2 separate regions of the Hordeum vulgare genome follow, and region 2 is linked to region 1. A link is a contact called in public Hi-C data. All regions are on one chromosome and are shown on one strand. The core of a region is the stretch at or near the end of the contact, and the rest is flanking DNA. Distances in the headings are between cores, read along the strand shown.

Region 1 (3,078 bases), core at 202-2,701:
CTTCAATTCCCCGTCCCTGTTGGCCCAGCTGGGCACGTACGCCGCACGCCGTTTTCCCCCGGGATATGCATATGCATATGCCGCTGGACACCGATCGATGGAAGGGATAACCTTTCCCTGACAGCCAGACACCAACCCTGATCCGGGGCTACGGACAAATCCGGACGTCAAACACGCACGCCAATACACCCACGCACGCACGCACGAACGGACCAAATGACCACGCCACCAGTTGTATATATGCTACACGCAGGTCTGACGACGTACGTACGTTCCCACTTCCCACTGACCGCCCGCGGCATCGTCGTCGGTGCCCCGGAGGAGCGCCGCATGCGGCGAGGCCGCGTGGAAAACGCTGGACACCCCGGCGCTTTCGCCTCCCTTTTGCGGTGCGCACGGGCGGTGCCGGTGCGCGCGCGCGGGCACGGACGCGACGCACGCACGCACGCGGCCGTGCATGCTGCGTCGTCGGCGGTTGTTAAGCCAGGCCAACCTTAACACGGACGACGGATCCGTTTGGTGTCGTACGAATTCACCAACACGCTTTGTAAACTGGCAACGAAATGACCCGCTGGGATCTTCTGGCCGACGGACCACACAGTCAAGTTTGAAGCTTTCAACCCTCATCATGGAGCGTTGATTGTACCAATATAGCCGGGCTGCAGCTTGTTCCGGCCCTTGGACTTTCTGCGCGTCTGTGTTGAATGGTGATAGACAGTCCCTGCCCCGCCCCGCTCCTTCATTCTTGGCTTCTATTACAAGCAAGTCTCTCTCTTTCCGGCTCAAAGGAAAAGGGGCAAGCAACAAATAGTTTCGCTTTCTAATCTTAGACCCTTGCTGGCTGCTGCTGCACTTTAGAACCAGGCAATGGGGAGATCTACAAGCCATAGTAATCAATCCATCCAAGTAAATCAAACATGTCTTTACTGATCGATGCCTTGTTGCTGGCGCGGATGTTACCGTTTGTTTACGACCTGACGAGGCGTGTCCTCCACAATATTTTGAAAAACATATGCCGCACGAAAGCAACGGGTTTTCGAAAATCTGTCACGTCATCGCAGACGATTTGCCCGTTTTCCCCCCACTACTTGTACTCTCACCTTACTTATTTTCCACTTCATTGCCTATCGCAGCTGGCCTTGGTTTTGATTGTCATTACTTATCACGCTTCGTGGTCTCTCGGCGTTCTTTATTAGTACAATAATTTTTCTTAGGCGGCAATAGCTATAGATTATTCCTTTTTACTGAAGGTTTTAGCTGGTTTCGCTATTTGTTTTGCCAAAGAAAAATATGTTTTCGACAATATATATCATCGGTACATTAAAACCAGCAATCGCGAAATTGAGCTAGTAGTGCTGATGATAACGCACACGTAATTTGTTTTGTTTATTTCCCAAACGACGCCTGCTTTACACCCGCGTTCCATGGCTATAAAACTCCTACCTACTGCTCCCCTGTGGAAACGCCAGAACGCTCCTCCATCCCAAGGCTTGAAGCCGAAGCCGAAGCCGAAGCCACCGGTGCTGCGTCCCGTAGACCTCCCTGAGGTTTCGTGCGGCGTCGGTCGTTCGCCTGCAAGCAAGCAAGCAAGCAATGGGGTGTAAGGCGTGCGAGAAGCCCAGGCCGAGCTACCGGAAGGGGCTGTGGTCGCCGGAGGAGGACCAGAAGCTCCGCGATTACATTCTCCGGCACGGCCACGGCTGCTGGAGCGCGCTTCCCGCTAAAGCCGGTAAGGCCGACGACCGCCGTTGCATCCGCATTCCTAGAAGCGCAGAAAGGGGGCATGGCATAATTGAGCTGAATTCGGTGCATTGGGCCGACGATCAGGCGCTCAGGCACCGGTAACCGGCGCCTCTCGCCTGAATTTCGTTGCTTGTCCGGCCAGCTCGCCTGAATTGGCCTCAGTTTGGTCGTAGTAGTAGTTAGTTAATTTCATATGTCCCGAAAGAGAAATGCACATTGGATCACTGGTGTTAATCAAAATTCTCCGGCGCGGCGCGCAGGGCTCCAGCGGAACGGCAAGAGCTGCAGGCTGCGGTGGATCAACTACCTGCGGCCGGGGCTGAAGCACGGCATGTTCTCGCCGGAGGAGGAGGAGACGGTGATGAGCCTCCACGCCGCCCTCGGCAACAAGTAAGCAGCACACACTATTTACTGTACTGTACTTACCCTCTGCAGCCTGTACTGTACGCAAATGATTGAGACGATCGAAAGACACTTCTCCACGTCGTCTGTCTACAGATGCCGCCATGTTTTCCTTTTAGGTTTCCCCACACACACACACACAGCACGCTCCTACTATCACCTGTAGCGACGTGAAGGGCAGGTGTAATTGTCCGTTCCGTTGCCGGGCAGCGCTGAGCTGGCGGCAATCCGGTTGTAGAACACGTTGATTGAGGCGAAGGAAGGAAAGAAAAGAGGGAACGGGAAAGGGAGACCGGTGATGGTAGCCACCCAGACCTTTTTCCCTAGTGGAGTTGATGCTGACGCCCACGCTCCACGGACGCTCCAAATCCACGAGATTTTTCTTCGCTCTGTCTGCCGGGTGCACATTGTGATGATTACAGCTGCTTTTCGTCCCCATTATTACGAGTTTTATTAGCTTATTAAAATATCGTGGGCTTGGACGGACGCTAAATGGCATACAGTACAGTTGCGTCCTAGCGCAAGTTTCCTCAAACTCAAAATCATTATCTATCTATCTATCTATCTTGGAAAAGACATTCTTCTTCTATTTCTGAGTTTCTCTAGTAGAGAACACCGCCGGCCCGGCCCTATTGATTTAGCTGTAGAGCGGCGAGAACATGGCGTCGACTATTTGGACCAATCCGCGCTCACTTGCGAGTTAAATGGAAACAGCTGCCCTCACAATCCCAACTGGCACCTAGTGTGGCGTGGCGAGGAGATTAGATTCTTTATTGGGCCTTGCAATTATGTCCCCCGAAAAATATCCAAGGATCCATCGGTCGGTGGTCCACACGAATGAATAGGTTGCCTAAAAAAAAACATGAATGAATAGACTACGTACACCACGCTCGTCCCTCTCACCCAAGTGACACATTTTGTTTATATTTATAT
Region 2 (3,063 bases), core at 161-2,660, 200 kb after region 1:
TGGTTATTGCTTTATGTGTTGGTTGGTACTGAACTATTTAAGTTTAAGTAGAAGTGTTTTCTTCCTCATTAGCTCCATTTTGATTATCATTTGCATCTTGTGATGAATGAAGTGAACTTGAGCTCTCTACTGCTTCTATTTTATCTTCGAAAGCATTTACTAGTATTCAATGAGATTTTGAAAGACTAGAACGACAAGTGATACGAACTCGTTTTGTATCCACCCACTTTTCAGATGCCGACGATGTAGACCACAATCTGCATCTGCTCTAGTTAAAAATGTTATGAAAACTATTGTGAAGGCAAGAAAAGAAGCGAACGAGGTGAGGCTGCTGGCAAGGACACAAGATGCGGCGGCCGAGGGGAGGAGCTTGGCGGCCAAGGAGAGGAGGGTGGCGGCCGAGGAGAGGAAGGTGGCACTGAAGGAGAAGAAATTGACCATGGAAAGCGAACTAGATTGTTGGAATGAGAGAAGTACTTGTTCTTCATCATGGACACATCAACCCTCGATGAGAAGCAAAAAGGAGTACGCCAATCGTGCCCGTGAAGAAGTCTTGATCCAAAAAAGAGGCATGAAAGGCACGGGAGCTACTATGGAAGGCATGTGAGGCACATGAGGCATGGGTGGCTTCAGAGGTACCATGGGCGGCATGGGTGGCTTCGGTACTATCATGGGAGGCATGGACGGCTTCGGTGCTACCATGGGAGGCATGAGTTTTGGGTCTCTCATGGGAGGCATGTGAGCACCTCCGGATGACATGGGTGGACACATGTCTTTCGGTGTGCCTCACATACCTTCGCCTGATGTCGTTGGAGATCTTGCCAACACCTTCCGAGCTCCCAATAACAATGCGACACGTGACAATGAAGAGAACGAGGGAGAAACGTCTTCGGATGAGGAAGGAGAATCACAGGAAGAGGAGGACGATGATGAGGATGCGGCATGATTGTTGATGTGCCGTTTGTTTGTGTGAACTTTTATGTCATGAACTTGGTTGGGTGATTTTGGACTTGGTTGGATGATGATGTGGCGTTGATATACCGTGCAATTAAACTATGCTATATCTTTTTTTATGTTTGAAATATCACCATATTGTTAAAATGAACATGTTGCAAGCGTCGGCTGCACGCACGCGTTGAAAGTTTTAGCGCGTCAGCTAGAGCAACGTACGCGTAATTTTTTGCAGCGGTCGCTGGAGCCAGCGCTCTACTGCGTGAAAAAATCCATTATTTAGGTGCTATATCTTTATTTTAACGTGTCACGCGGCTGTTGGAGATGCTTTAAAGAAAAAGAAAAAAAAAATCCTTGCTTCATACATGGGGTGTTTTCTAAGATGAATACGGTAGCCGGTAGGCATCCGCTCTGATTTCGGCCGTACGCCCGTACCCAGATAAAATTGGCAGGGCATTCTCGTAATTTTCTGCCTCACCAATCCCAACTCGCCGCTGCCCTAGCTTTCAGACGTTCGGCGACGCTCCCTTCCCTTCCCTTCCGTCGTCTCCCTCCTCCCCCCCGTGGCACGAACACTAGGCAGAAGGGGTTCAAATTTCGGCCTGATCCAGGCGCCCACCCACCTTGATTCCACCATACGAATCCACTTCTCCATTCTGATCTCCTCGTCCCTGTTCGATCTGCCCCTTCTCTCGCCGATTCCTGACAAGATCTGATCCCTCCTCACACACATGGATCCACGCGCTAGGTACCCTCCCGGAACCGGCAACGGTCGCGGCGGGAACCCTAACTACTACGGTCGTGGCCCGCCGTTGTCGCAGAACAACCACCACCACCAGCAGCAGACGTCGGCGGCGCACCAGCAACAATACGTGCAGCGCCAGCCGCAGCCGCAGCGGCAGCAGCATCACCAAGATCACCACCACCACCAGCAGCAGCATCACCAAAATCACCACCAGCAGCAGCAGCAGCAACAACAGCAGCAGCAGTGGCTGCGGCGAAACCAGATCACCGCGGCCGGGACCAGCGGGCCCAAGGTCGTGGCGCCACCCCCAGCGGCAGCCGGTAACGATTCTAGGTGAGACGATAGAAGCTTAGTACTAGTTTGGACGGCAACTTATAGGCTATGGTAGCTGATGCTTCAACACATAGTTTAAGCATCACCAATGTAGCTTGCGAAAGCCGACCAAATGCTGTGGGAGATGATACTTTTTCTGATGTTTAAGCAACAACCCACATCACTTTTCTGAATTCTATATTTCTAGCTCAACTGTAATATAAGTAGTTTAACAAACATCGTGTAAGTAATGAATCATTAATCTAGACATGATCATAAATAACAATTCTAAGTGGAGAAACGTAAACTGGAGATGACCGCCTAGCAATATTTTAATTTATTATACTCGGTTTGTGCAGTTCACAAGATTGGAAGGCCCAACTGAAGCTTCCACCCGCAGATACACGATTCAGGACAGAGGTAATTCATGCCATCTTGATTCTTCGTTTTGTGTTTGTTTCTGGAGTTTGGGTACTTCTGGTCCAGGAATACCTGAACTTTGAAATATGTCGGTCGCTATCTCTACTTTGTGTAACTAGCTTTTTCTTGGTGTGCTAAAATTGTAGCCACGACTCTATTTATGTATCAACTTTTGTTTGTGATGCCTTACATTGCACGCCAAATATACGGTGGTCCTAGTTTTGAACACTGTTTTGTCTGAAATCCATGGGTTATCTTCAGACCATAACATGCAAAACAATATTTCATTACTTGATCCTTGATGCTAGCTACTTGTATTTTTAACATGAATAAATTTTAGACTTCATCCTATATGTTATTGTAATGATAATACTTGCATATTAAGTAACTTTGGTTATGGATTGTTTATCCCCACAAGTGTTAGACCCCCTGGATCTTTGGTTAATGTCATGTTCAATAAGCTAGTTCATATGTTGCTTCCTTGCTTTGTGTCTTGGTGTGGTTGTTATTATTTAATATCGTTCTCTGTATAGGATGTTACTGCCACCAAAGGGAATGAGTTTGAAGACTATTTTCTTAAGCGTGAACTCCTGATGGGAATATATGAGAAAGGATTTGAAAAGCCCTCCCCAATC

What was found. A called contact is a pair of places that touch in the nucleus more often than the background predicts.
Region 2: a Hi-C map of leaf shows a contact between it and region 1, with 4 times the contacts expected there. The contact joins the promoter of LOC123401333 here to the promoter of LOC123402062 in region 1. A contact is called at or near these places in 2 of 6 Hi-C or Micro-C datasets (both in leaf) and 1 of 1 datasets of contacts at active chromatin or transcription factors (embryo).

The regions. Positions count from the first base shown.
Region 1 is chr6H:394,641,906-394,644,983 of MorexV3_pseudomolecules_assembly, forward strand. It overlaps LOC123402062 (transcription factor LAF1-like), which reads left to right and starts at 1,452. Exons shown (of 3, transcript XM_045095924.1): 1 at 1,452-1,729; 2 at 2,004-2,133. The coding sequence starts at 1,594.
Region 2 is chr6H:394,845,051-394,848,113 of MorexV3_pseudomolecules_assembly, forward strand. LOC123401333 (DEAD-box ATP-dependent RNA helicase 8) reads left to right here and starts at 1,411. Exons shown (of 10, transcript XM_045095118.1): 1 at 1,411-2,029; 2 at 2,368-2,428; 3 at 2,962-3,063. The coding sequence starts at 1,683.